2 separate regions of the Siniperca chuatsi genome follow, and region 2 is linked to region 1. A link is a contact called in public Hi-C data. All regions are on one chromosome and are shown on one strand. The core of a region is the stretch at or near the end of the contact, and the rest is flanking DNA. Distances in the headings are between cores, read along the strand shown. Region 1 overlaps LOC122867327 (Na(+)/H(+) exchange regulatory cofactor NHE-RF1-like). Region 2 holds the start of LOC122867994 (ras-related protein Rab-37-like).

The links. Hi-C and Micro-C count contacts between places; a contact is called where the count stands out from the background.
Region 2: a Hi-C map of liver shows a contact between it and region 1, with 2.5 times the contacts expected there. The contact joins the promoter of LOC122867994 here to the enhancer-like site in region 1. A contact is called at or near these places in 3 of 3 Hi-C or Micro-C datasets (liver, skeletal muscle and an unstated tissue).

What each region holds. Positions count from the first base shown.
Region 1 is chrLG20:21,836,803-21,843,559 of ASM2008510v1, forward strand. LOC122867327 (Na(+)/H(+) exchange regulatory cofactor NHE-RF1-like) reads right to left here. Exons shown (of 6, transcript XM_044177996.1): 3 at 3,074-3,227; 4 at 2,818-2,864. Among protein-coding and RNA genes, the nearest start is that of LOC122867327, 21 kb to the right of the region's middle. Within about 2 kb of position 2,614, the one cell type or tissue checked has an H3K27ac peak away from gene starts, as active enhancers do. A contact at or near this core is called in liver, where this site is marked.
Region 2 is chrLG20:21,878,022-21,884,778 of ASM2008510v1, forward strand. It overlaps LOC122867994 (ras-related protein Rab-37-like), which reads right to left and starts at 2,682. Exons shown (of 9, transcript XM_044179494.1): 1 at 2,344-2,682. The coding sequence starts at 2,682.

The sequences.
Region 1 (6,757 bases), core at 1,364-3,863:
ACTGTTTAGGTGTTGTCCAGCAGGGGGCGGCAGAGCCCCGCTGGACAGCGTGCCTCAGTGCTGTGCAGCTTTAATCATATTCTCATCACTCACTTATTAAAGCCGAGGCTCGGCCTCAGCACTAATCTGTGTGCAGGATGGAAAACTGGTTGAAATATTAACACGCAGGGGGGAAAAAAGCACATCCCTGCTAACGTCCACATTCTTAAACTGCACCGTCTGACCCGATCCTCGGTGCATCGCCCCGGGTGACACTTCATGGACGTATGAAATTGGCATCCAATTCGTAAGCAGCTGCTCTTCTAAAAATAAACTCAGGCCTCTGTAAGTGGCTTTGGACAAATGCTACAATATGCTGCATAACACAAGAGCCCCGCTGTGATGTTTTCTAGCTGCTAGAAGAGCCTTTAACACACAGGCACATACTAAACCACAACTACTGCATTCTGATTCAGACTGATTCAGACAGATTTTAATTCTCTTTTAATGGACTTTCTATTTCTGCTAATGCAACTTAAAAACCTTAACTTAAAGGGACAGTTCACCCCAAAATCAAAAATACATATTTTTCCTCTTATCTGTAGTGCTGTTTATCCATCTAGATTGTTTTGGTGTGAGTTGCCGAGTTACTAAACAGCGATGTCTCTTTCCAGAAATCCTGACCCGGTTACTCAAGATGATCCACAGACCTGGTTGTGAGCAGTTTCCTGCAGGAACTATCGGTAGAAAGAAAATAGTCCCTACATGAAACGGCTCACAACAAATCTGTGGAGTTTGTGGTGAACTGCCCCTTTAAGATATTGACTATTTGTCCAGGAGTGTTTTCTGTTAATGGTTGGACCTGTTGCTATTTATGTGTATACCAGATCTGTGTACAAACTAAACAGTGGCAGCAGAAGGAGTCTAATGCAGTATTTTAGCTCAGATCAACTCATTTCAATCAGCTGCAGGAATGTTTCTCAGCTTCTGTAATTGTGGGTAAATCAGACGCCATTCATATGGTCAACTGATAAAACAGACACACACACACACACACACAGGTCAGAGGTCGTCATGAGTGTTTATACCCAACCGTGTTATGTAAGTGCTGGTGAATAAGTGATTGTTCTTGCTGCAGTAGAGTGTAATCTGCCTGCATGTGAGAGTATGTGAACAGCGCTCGTTAGTCATCTCATTAGCATAATCCCCAACTCGCCCTGAGAGTTAAAGCCACTTCAATCCCATGATCCTCCGGGACACAGAAGAGAGAGAGAGAAAGAAGGGGGGGTAGTAAAACACACTGGTGAGCTCTTGTTGCCATGGTGAAGGGTCAGCCACAATGTCACCAGAGGGGCCAATCCACTTTTCCCATGATGTCTGTGTGTGTGTGTGTGTGTGTGTGTGTGTGTGTGTGTGTGTGTGTGTGAGAGAGAGAGGAGGAGGGTGGAGTGTTGCTGTTCCTTCCTACAGGGGAGTTTTTACTTTTGATAAAGTGCTGTGCCTCTGCAACAACAGCTGACACTGAGTGTTTAGAAAGCCTCTGCTACAGAGCACACGGAGTATTCACCGGCGGGGAGAGTGGAGCGAAACGCGTCATGTAGGATCCAGTGCTTCTGGAGCTCGACTGGGGGCTGGAAGTCAGGACATCTCGGCCTCTGGTGGTTTTTCGTCCGTCACCCCTTTAAAAACTAGCTGATAATGTTCAGTCATTATTATCGGTTTTGCTGCCTACCTTTTGTACTGATCGGCGCTACATTGACTGTCAGTGGGAAAACTGACCTGAGTGTAGAACAGTATCTTGATCACAATCTAAATATGCATTACTTTTTTTGGTAATAATATTTTATCAGTCTTGTTATATATGCGTAGCAGCCCACAATCAAATTAAATCACTATATATATATATATATATGGGTAACATGGGCTGGTCAATAATTCAAAATTATCATATGCAATAACAGATTTCAGTGGGAACATATTGTGAAGATATTTTTGTGTTCTTGTTTTACAACAAAGAAAAGAAAACCGATCGCATCACACCAGTCTTTCACCATATAACCCCTCAGGCCTTCCTTGGCGTCTCAGTGTTTTTTATGTCATCTTTTACTATTATTATTATTTTTAAAGACAGTCCATAGAGAGGCGACAGACAGGAAGCCAGGGGAGGGAGAGAGCGGTGGTATGACCTGCAACACGGGTCCCTCGCTGAAATCGAACCGTCGGCGGTGATGTGGCATGCTCTGTAGCCATTCAGCTCCCGGGGCGCTCCACCGCTGTATTATTTTTAATGCATCATGTAAAGCACTTTTAACTGCCTTTGTGTATGAAATGTGCTATACAAATAAACTCTATCCTAAAAGCTGACGATGGAGTTTTGTCTACTCTAATGCAACAGTTCATTGCACTGACATAAATCTGAGTATTTTGCATATTTTTTCCAATATTTGAAAAATATTTGAAATATTGTGATACTGATTTAAAACGGATCACCCAGCCCTAGTTTACAGTAACACTCTGCAGGGTTTTTCTACACTGAAGAGAAAAACAGTGGCAGAAATACTGGATACTTGCGTGCTTCAGTGCACAACTTATCAGTATCACCCTTCAAAATATAAATGGTTATCGGTCAGACTCGGGTCTTTTACAGTGCAGTCCTGACAGGAAACACATGAAGACAGCCAGAATGCGTCGCACAAAACTGTCCAGAACTCCTAATCTGCACCCAGGAATGTCCAGAGAGGATCAGTGGGGCTTTTCCAGGGCTCTATCTGTAAGTGTGTGTGTGTGTGTGTGTGTGTGTGTGTGTGTGTGTGTGTGCGCGCACGCAGTGGTCCTCACCTCCTCCTCCTCTGATGCTCTCTCTGACGCTGGCTCAGGAAGACGTCCTACAGGGGAAAAGAAGACATAAGGCCTCACTTCATCCATATTTATATTCATTATACAGTCGGTTATAACTCTATTTCTGATCATTTTGTTCTTGATCTATTAATGGTAAACATGCACTTTTGCGGACTCTGGCAAGTTCCAGACACTAAAAGCAGCAACTTTTACAAAGCCAAATCGGTGTGTGTGTGTAAACATCTGCGGGTCATACCAGTCACGTGCTCCTCGGTGGGCAGGATGTTGCATCTCTGGAAGAATTCTTCCGTCTCGGCATCGACCACCAGCAGTGTGGTCTCGTCTCCTCCTGCTTTGATGGCTGCCACCACCTCTGAGTGCTGCATGCCAATCACTGACACACCATTCACCTGAGAGAGAGTGGGGGGGGGGGCAGTTTGGTTGTGTTTCTCATTTAGATTCTCATTTATTATTGTTACATGGTAAGTGATTGATTGATTTGAAAAGTCTTAAATGAACTTCGTCCTAATAATAATAATGTGGCAAAAAACGAAAGCACACTGATGTTCACTGTGATGAATTAAGTTTAAACAGTCTGCTACTCCGTTTTCATAAGTGCTTTGTAGCAAAGAGCACATGAAAAACCAGGGGTGTGGTCCTTTAACCAGAACGGATTCCTTTATGTATTTAACTAAAGCTCTTTATTTAAGAAAAGCTGGACAAAAATACAAATGCAAAAGCCTTTTAATCATATTAACCATATTAAGCATAGTGCTAAAAGAACATCCACATAAACAAACCACTGTTTCATCTGAGCTCACATTCAGCAGCTGAAGGTGTTGAGACAGAATGTGACCGCTGTCTGCCATCACGGTTTAACCAGTGAGCTGCACTTTTCTTGTGGAAACACTGTTTACACTTGTTTGGGCTGCAACTATTGACACGTTTCATTATCAATCAATTTATTTATAATTTTATTAATTAGTCAGTTATTCGTTTGATCTATGAAATGCCAAAAATACAGTGATCATGTTCCCCTAGCTTAAGGCGACGTCTTTTACTGTCTTGTTTTGTCCAACCAAAAGTCCAAAACCCAAAGTTTCAATTTACAAAGATAGAAAACAGAGAAAAGCAACAAATCCTCACATTTAAGAAGCTGCAACCAAACAAGCCCAAACAAACAGCTCCAGACACTCCAGGCACTAACCACTGAGTGAAACTAGCAGCTCCTGTTCAACCTGATATATTTCAATGATCCCTGAGAGGAAAATCATTTTGCCTTCCAGGACAATAGCTGTGGAGCAGACAGGTTCAGAAACCAGCTCCGAGGCACTTTGGAACCAACAAACAAGTGATCAAACGAGTTCTCTGGTTGGGGGACAAGCTAACTGGCTGCTAGGCCACCCTGAGGTGTTCAACATTAAGTAAACAATGAAGACATTATCAAATGAATGACAACAATAAATACCTAAAAATTATATGAATTAATCAATAAATTGATAAATCCTAATTCATTTTTATGAAATGTTAGTGAGGTTATTTCATTATGTACACTTTTATTTCAATATGCCCCTTTTCAAAAGTCTGTACAATATAATGGCATGTTTCCCAATGACAACTGAATGTCACCGAACACATTTTGACACGTCACAGTAGAAAAAGCACAGGTGTAAATAATAAAATGAATGGTGGCTGAATTCCATTTAGCTGCTTCAGTTTCAGGGTCCTGGCATTGTTCATGGCTAACTGGGACACCCGAACAGGACAAAGCCATACTTAATGTTATTAGTAACACCTGTGCTTTACCTGCTATGGCAAGTCAAAATGAAAAAGGACTACCACATGCCCCCAACCTCAACCGGCAAGCTCAACAACTGCTACCAATACAGCACACAGACACAAAAACTAAACTCTCACATGCTTCCTACTTAGTCAGCTATCTGATGATGGAAGCAACTAGCTGGTTAATTCAGTCCAAAACCACTCCGTCGTTCACTCCGTCGATATTTCTGACATTTCATTTCGCATCATCACTGACAGGTGTACAGTCACACATTGTAATTTTAACATCTATAAAATGTGACGCATTGCATTGTGGGTTTGTTAGCAGAACGTACTGTAGACAACATGGACGCTACTTTTTTTACTTAATTGTTGGAATTTCTGGGGCCACTAAACAGAGCATACATTTCACACTCAAATGGCAGAGGGTAAATATACTGCGCTATATGGTAAATACAAGTCTCTCTCTTTGGTTGCTCTACCTCAGAGGTTTTCAAAAACCTCCTGCGAGGGGTGCGGAGAGTGGAAGGGCGGTGTGGAGAGTGGAAAGGCGGTGTGGAGAGTGGAAAGGCGGTGTGGAGAGTGGAAAGGCGGTGTGGAGAGTGGAAAGGCGGTGTGGAGAGTGGGACATGAGACGGCGATGCTGCCTGAGGTGAACTGTGCAATTTGACTTCGTACTGCTTCTGTGTGTGTTCAGATTTGACTGAGTTATGACATGATACACATATTTTCAGATTCAGTGTGACTCACACTTTTAGAATATCACTATCTCGGATGTCCATCGTGAATAAAAATCCATAAATTCCGCTCAGAAATCGTAGAATAAAGTAAAATAATTATAATTTCAGAACTTGCCTGAGAATAATCACGCTTTCAAGTGTCGGACTTTGAAAACCCCTGCGCTACCTAACAGGAGCTAGCTAGCTAGCTAACTGGCAGCTGGCGAGGCTGGAGCAATGTGATTGGCTGAAAGGGTTTGGTGACACCATCTGTCATGAAAAGTGACATTCTGAAATAAAATACATAAATAAATATATTTCTATAATTAAATAGAAATTAACTCCATTAAAACTCTGTTACACTGCAGATAAGGAGGATGAAATTAAATCTAATAATTATTAGTTACATTTAAATAATTTATTAAACTATTTCACCATCATTGGTTCATTTATATATATTTTTACTGTATTTATTCATATGATTATTTATCTCATAATGTCCTATTATTTATTTAATATTATGTTATTATTATAACACTTTGGCTCTCCATAGCATAGGGCAGAACATGTTATCACATTATACGTCTTTACAACTGTGGTGTAATGCATTCTTTTTCAATTTCAGATATCATCAAAGTCACCATTAAAAAATGTTTTGAGGCAGAGGACGATAAGAACATTGTGAATAATGATGATTTTTTAAGGTAAGAAAAGATGTAGTTGCTAATTTTGTGGCTGTAGAGAAAAGTAATGAATGGAATGATACCTGACAGAAGAGTAATGGTACCAGTGATGGAAAATGTTTGGCAACACTTTTATTAGAGGGCGTAGTATACAAGCATACTCCCACAGTTGGAACTAATCAAGCATCCAAGGAGATAAGTCACTGAGGAATTTCTGTGGGAGGAAGATCCAAGGTGGGAATACCGTCAGCAATCTCTCAGTCTCACCAACTCCCAACTGGCGGTGAACATTGGACAGGTGGTACAGAACACTCTGTTATATTCCTCTCCAGTGACCCTTTGAAAAACTCCCCGATCTCCATAGAAAATTCATTAAATTCCGAGCAATCTGTTTCCCGAAATCCACCTCCTACACCTCCATAATGACCTGTTAAAGCTTCTAACTCGATGTTTATACAGTATGTACAGTTGTGGTGTTACTTAATTTACACCATCCCTGTACCCCCCCTTCTCTCCTGCATGCGAGAGGCCCTGCAGACTGTTTGAGCAGGCTGTAATTCAGCCCACAGACAAAGTAAGTGGATTAACTCTGACCCTGCCATGTTCAACATGGCCAGGAGGCCTGGCCGTCACACACACACGCACACAGAGAAAATTCAGATTTCTGCTTCAAACACACACCAAAAAAAACACTCTTCACACAACACAGACACACACAGTGGCATATAGATGAACACGTCTGCACGCACACGCAAA
Region 2 (6,757 bases), core at 1,432-3,931, 41 kb after region 1:
CTTACCAAGAAGCTTCTGGAAGTCCCTTTACTGTATGGGAAGTTGGAGTAACAGTTTTAGGGAATGGAGAGAATTTGGAATCTTTAGGGCGTCTCCTCTAGGGAGTCTTTTATCTTCCTGGAGAGTATGAAGTCTGTTACACACAGGCTAGAATGTAATCTAGCTCGACAGTTTTCACATTGCCACTGTTCGATCCGCTGCACACACAGCTGGGATTTGAAACCACAGAACAGTAGCAGATTACTGCAGCTTCCAATATTAAACGTCAATCTGATGGCTGATGCAAATTTACATTAGTGGCAATGTGTGTGTGCCTCTATTGGGAAATACAGATACAGATACATACATATATATATATATATATATATATATATATATATATATAAAAAGGTTGATGAGAGCGGCGAGACTGAACCAAAACCAAAACAATGAGCTGAAAGACACTAAAAAGTAATTCTCTGTGGTTTTGTCACTATGAGTGACCTTTTTGACATCACACATAGTCATTTGATCCATTGTTCACTTAACAATATTGATTAGTGCAGCTTTAAAGACTTGAGGGAGTATTGAGAGATGGACTCATTGTTTGTTTTGGTCTTTTAATGGACAGATTGACTGGCTCATGCTGGTCTCACCTGAAATAACGGTTTCTGATCTTTGAAAGAACAACTTGTGTTGCTTTGCAAAGCACCTGCGGCCCTCACAATACCAAGCCTTACACATGCACTCACACAGACACACACTGCTTCCAAGGCAATTAAAGGCAGCTGGTCAAAGTGCATAATGGTTACATTAGGGTAACCCGGTTCATGTCTCATCAGCCCGTTAGCCTTTGGGAAAACTCAGTTCTCACTAAACTCCCACTAATTACATAAAGTCACTTAGCAGCCGTCCTCAGGAACAAAATCACTCTTCAGAATAATTACTTTAAGTGCAATGACATTATAGCAGATTGTGTCTGTGTGTAAATTACAAGACTTTCTTGTAATTGTCAAACACCATCAGACGAACGGGAAATTTCTTAATAGGATGTAATTAACTAAATATCATGTTCCCTTTTGGAAAGAAATTAAAATAAAAACCTCTCAGATGGTTGCTGCACTAGTTTCCCACAGTGGGCGACATTTAAAAAGAAAGTAGGGCATTGCAAACTAAAGAAAATAGGAAACGGGCGTTGACTGATGCGGCTCCCTCACACTGAACTGGAAGCTGCTCCTGCAATACAGCTTCATAATATAATGTCTCTTTAAAATCCTACACGTTACTTGAAAGGCTTTTCATGGCCAGAGTAGATCCCCTTTAACTCCATTCTGTCTCCAAAGGCCTCCACAGTCTGCTCCGTTAGGCCTTTCAGCTCTTCCAGAGTCCATGTTGAGGTCAAGGGGTGACGAATCCTTTGACACCTCAGCTTTGCTGCTGTAGCATTCAGTCTGCTGACACTGTTTGCATAATGCAGCGAATGATTTCATGTCTTTTATGATGTTGTTTTTTAAACGTTGATTGTATTTCCATGCTGACTATTATTATTATTATTGTAATTACAGATGGTCGCCACTTTGGAGAGCATTGCTGGATTTTAGAGAAATTCACTGCTGTGGAAAATTCAAGTTTAAACGTTTTACAGTTAGGATGCCACATCAGCACTTACATGGTGGCCCTACTGTATCCGTCAGCCCTCCAATGTAGACCATTCCTCCTCCATCTAATCGCACACTTACAACAGGGAGTGGATATTATTTTAACAAATGAACAGGGAGACACGATCTCACCCCAGTCTAAAGAGAGACAATTTAAATAACATTTTTAAACCAGCCTGTGGTGATAATGACAGGCACAGGTCTGCAGGGGGGTGGAGGGATTCAGTGTCTTGCTGAAGAGCAAGAGAAAGTGGCCTCTCTTTAAAGCCTTATCCCCCTCCGAAGCAGCGAGAAGCAGGAAGCTTGCATGAGTGAAGAGCAGCGTTCTCAAAAGCTGACTGTTCATTACAGAAGGAATGATGTGTTTCGGGCAGATCTGACACGCAGCGAGTCTGGAAACGGCCCAAGTGAAGATCAGCACCATGGAGAGCGCAGAAGCCGGCCAGCACGGGGGCGAGCCCAGCTGGCGGACCGGGGCTCTTTGGGTACATTTCAGAAATTCCAGTAAAAAGGCTAAATGGATAAATAATAGAAAGAAAATAAAGCTTAAAGAAAGCGCACACGTGTAAAGTCATTTAGGCCTAGTTGTTGTTTTATAGAAACCAGAAACCAGTCTTGGAAAGTTTAAAATTTGAGTTTGTGCCACTAAAGCGAACCAGTCCCTGGATTTAAAAGCTAGTGTATGATGGGAACCACATCGCCATACCTTGTGCACTAATTCCTCATCGTATGTCGGAGCTGGTGGAGTCTTTGCCTGGCTGTCGGTGGTCTCTCTGGATTCGTAGCCGCTATCGGGATGAATCTCCGGGTAAGCCGTGGTGTAGTGCGCCGAGATCGGCTCCATCGACTCCATCCGCTCCATCCTGTCGTCCTCCAGTCGCTCTTTTACAGCGGAAGACCGTGGTGAGGAGAACAAAAGCTGTCCAACCACGCAACTCTCTCTCTCTCTCTCTCTCTCTCTCTCTCTCTCTCTCTTTCTCTCTCTCTCTCTCTCTCTCTCCACGCTCCTCCTTTGGAGTGAATCACAGTCAGCGGGCTTCTGCCTACATCACTTAACATTTAAAAGGCATGTCGTGATCGTTCACCCACATCACGCCGGGGGGGGGGGTTAAGATCTAGAGATGATGAGAGTGAGCAGCCACGGAGAGGATGAAGACGATGTGAAATTGGTGGAATGGGGAATGGGAGGTTGCGTGGATGCGGGGATATGAGGCAGATGGAGGGTGAGGATGAGGAGGATGTGTGAGAATGATGACCTGTGGCTCTGCGCATCACAGCTGTCATTGGAAAGTCTTCTGGGGTCAGTCCAGTCACGTCACAAGTCTTCACATTGCGAGTGAGTGAGCAAAGTCTTGCTCACTCACTTGCTCGCACTGAAACACTTTGTTTTCTGTACTGTGTTAATAGTAGATGTTTTCACATAGATGAGCAGGTTCCTTTGATACTTTTATAACAGAACATTTCAGATGCAAATACTTTTAATCCACTACAGGTATTGAACAGCACTTACTATTACTTTGCAGGTTACTAGGTTCATTTTTGGCTTTCTTTGGCACCGTTTCAGCTTTTCAGCGTCCTCCCCCCACATGTGCGGTGGTGTCCTTTCTTTCAGCACAAACTCAGCTGTAAGTCTGATTTCTCATGTTGTCTGTTTAACATTTAAAGTAGAAAGCTGCCAGAAACACCAAAATACAAGAAAGATGACACAGGCACCTAAAAACATTCAAATCTTTACTGATAATCACTCAAAATATTACTAAATATCACTATAGAACAGTTCAAGGTTGAACACATATTGTTTCACTTTTCAGACATACAAATACAGCAAACTATAATACAGTCCGTGGAACATGATTTTATCCCAACTCATGTTTGAGCCTTTTTCATTGAAAGTATTGGCATACTATTTATAACTGAAAATATTAAGAATTCAAAGTTTGAAAAATACATGAGATACTGTGTGAAAGTCACACATCAGCATTTCGAACTGGTTTTCTCAGCTTGTCTCTACATGATGTCCAATTAAAGCTGAGTTACTGTAAATAAAACCTGCTCAGTGTATTCATCGGTGAACAGACATACTCGATTTTGCATATAAAACATATGATCGTTTTATAAAATATGATGCATTGTTATAGATTAAACATGTCCAGCAATATACAGATGGGTTCAAATTAGCTCCACCTCAACCTGTTCCAATTATATACACATTTATGCATCAATAATAATACAATAATATAATACATATAATAATACAACAAAATGAATACTTTTACTTTTGGTAGTTATATCAAAGAATTTTGCTGATGATTCTTATGTACTTTTACTCAAACAAGACTTTTGCTTGTAATAGAGTGGCTTTTACAGTGGGATATTGCTACTTTTACTAATCTGAATATTTCACCACTGCTTGAGTCTGACTGAAGTCTGAGTCTCAGGTCTACGGCTGTGCTGCCGTACATATCTCTGCTGCGAGTTCCATCTGAAAATATCACATGACTTTGTCATTGTTAGCCACTGAACGTGTTGCAATGGAAACCGATCACACACCCTGAATATGTGAAAAATAGCTCTCGCATGCAACCATACACAGGGGTAACTTTGTATCTATAGGTTTTAATGATTTGTTGCACTACGTAACTTTTTAAAAAGCCTAATGGGTCAATTCTGCATGCGTCTCCATTAGCTTCCACTAGAGTTTGCAAAAGTGTCAACTTTGCAGAGCGTTTCCCTTCGTTTTTGCGGAATGAACACAGGACTGTTTGAGGTGGGTTTCTTCTGCTGGCAGCTCAGCCACTCTCCTGACATGGTGTTAATGTTTACCCGCTGGTTAATCCTGGGGTCTGTATCGTGTTTCAGAGTTGTGAACAAGTCAGGGGAAAAAACAGCCAAAGACTCAGCTGCTTTCCTCCAGCTCGACTGCAAAGGACTGATTTTTTGTTTGAAAGCTGTAGATAATGTGTGTAGATAGGGGAAACTGACTGAAGACAGGTTTCATGTCTTTTTAGCCTCCGACTCCAAGAGCGATCCCTGCGATGGCACCAGAGCTGCTGACTGTCATTGTGGCTTCAGGTGAGTACAGCACTTCTTATTTCTCTTCTTTGTCAACATTCATCTTACATGTTAAACTGGCTAAACTGGTGTAAAGTGAGGAAAAGCATCTTGTTTTTTCTGCTTTGCTTATAGTCTACATTTCTCTTACTGGCTGATGACCACCATTAGAGTTGCATACATTACATCAGTAATAAGATAATGTAGATGCGGGGGAAGATGTCCACTAAAGAACAGATTTCTGTATGTAGAGTATGATAATGCATAAAGCAGTCCAGTTTGGGAGGTAATGTGTTGGTAGAGTAATAAATGTAGTTGTTTGTGAAATGGATTCTCATGAGTAAAGTCTTTTTAAAGGCTACTTTAATAAGGTACGTAGACAAAGACTGTTCCAATTCTGGCTTAATTTTCACTAATGTTTTAAAAAAAATCTGAATGCAAAACAGCTTGTACAGACAATTTGTCAGTATGGTAACATGAAAGTAACCTGAGACAATAGATGTGTCACATGACCGGACTTTGCTGTCATTCTTTACTGAAAATGAATAAAAAAAGGTGATTTTAAAACATACAGTTCTATATAATTTAAACAAGGGATATACAGCTTATACGGTATAAAAGTTATCAGGTGGTTTAGTTTTATGGTTATTAACATGAGGCGTAACAACTTAGCCATTTTACAAATACTGTACTGTATGTATTAAAAGTCAATTCAATATAAAAGTTCAAGAATTCCAGCTACTAATTTGTTGATAACCAAAATCCTTCTAGTAATGTTGACATCATTTTAATATGCAAGTTGAAGTTATAGATGTTATGTCTATTAGATCAGAGCATGAGTTTATTTCTTGTTCTTTCATGGAAATATAATATCTTAGCTTTTTCAGAGATCATAGTTTGTGTTTTTTTTAATTCATTTTTACACATCTACAGATAGCAGACTACCACAAACCAATGAGGGGCGTCTATTCACACTTTTATTAACATTAGAAAACAGAATTGTACATTTTGTTCCATAATAATGAAGAGTTCTCCACATGAATCTCCTTGAATTACCACTTTTTTTTTTGTCAAAACACACAGATCCTTAAATAGCAAATGCGTTTTTATGCAGAATTCCAAACCAGAAAATAAAAAGGAGATTTATGAATGGCAGCCCACACTGCACGTACACAGGCATCACATAGACATGACTTTACTGGCATTTGGTGTCTGGAGACTGAGAGACATGCAGGGGGCATATTCCCCATCTTCCCCTACTGTCTTTGTATTCTATAATATGTAGAGTCCACATGTAGCCTGCTGTATAATCCCCCTTTCCCCTTCTGAAGCAGTTACAGTGTGCTGTGTGTGCACCAAAATGCACCACAGAGCGCCACAGGAAGTCCTTCCTGCCTGTGGCCATCAGACTCTTTAACCCCTCCCTCTAAGTGTCAGTCTGTATGACCCTAGGTCACTAAACTGGACATCATTAACATCACTGCACTACTTGAATAATTGTGCAATATTCTGTGTATTACTCTGTGCAATATTTAGTTTTCCTATGTTAGTTTTTCCTATTTATGGATATTGATATTACTGTATATACCTCCATTACTGCTGTGCAATATCTTAATAATCTCAATAAGCTACACTTAACTCGACAGTACATGCACCACTGCTTACTACTTATATTATTACATTGTATTATTATACTGCATTATCATCATCAACCGGTAAACCCACCTGGTACCTCACACTTATTTTATCTTATACTTATACCCACCTGGTACTTCATTTATTTTCTGACCTCATAGCGTATTATATTTTTTGCTAGTACTTTCTCCTGTGTGCACTGACGTAAAGGCGAGCTGCTGTAACAAAGAGTTTCCCTACGGGGATCAATAAAGTATTTCTGATTCTGATTCTGATTTCTCTCTTCTACCTCAGTATCCTGTGTAGCATTTTGTTTAGTGATCTTGATGCTAGCGGTGGTCCTGTACAGAAAAGATCCTCTCTGCTGCAGACTCAGACAGGACTACAGGACAGAACACTATACAGTAAGAACAACTATACTACAGTAACCACAG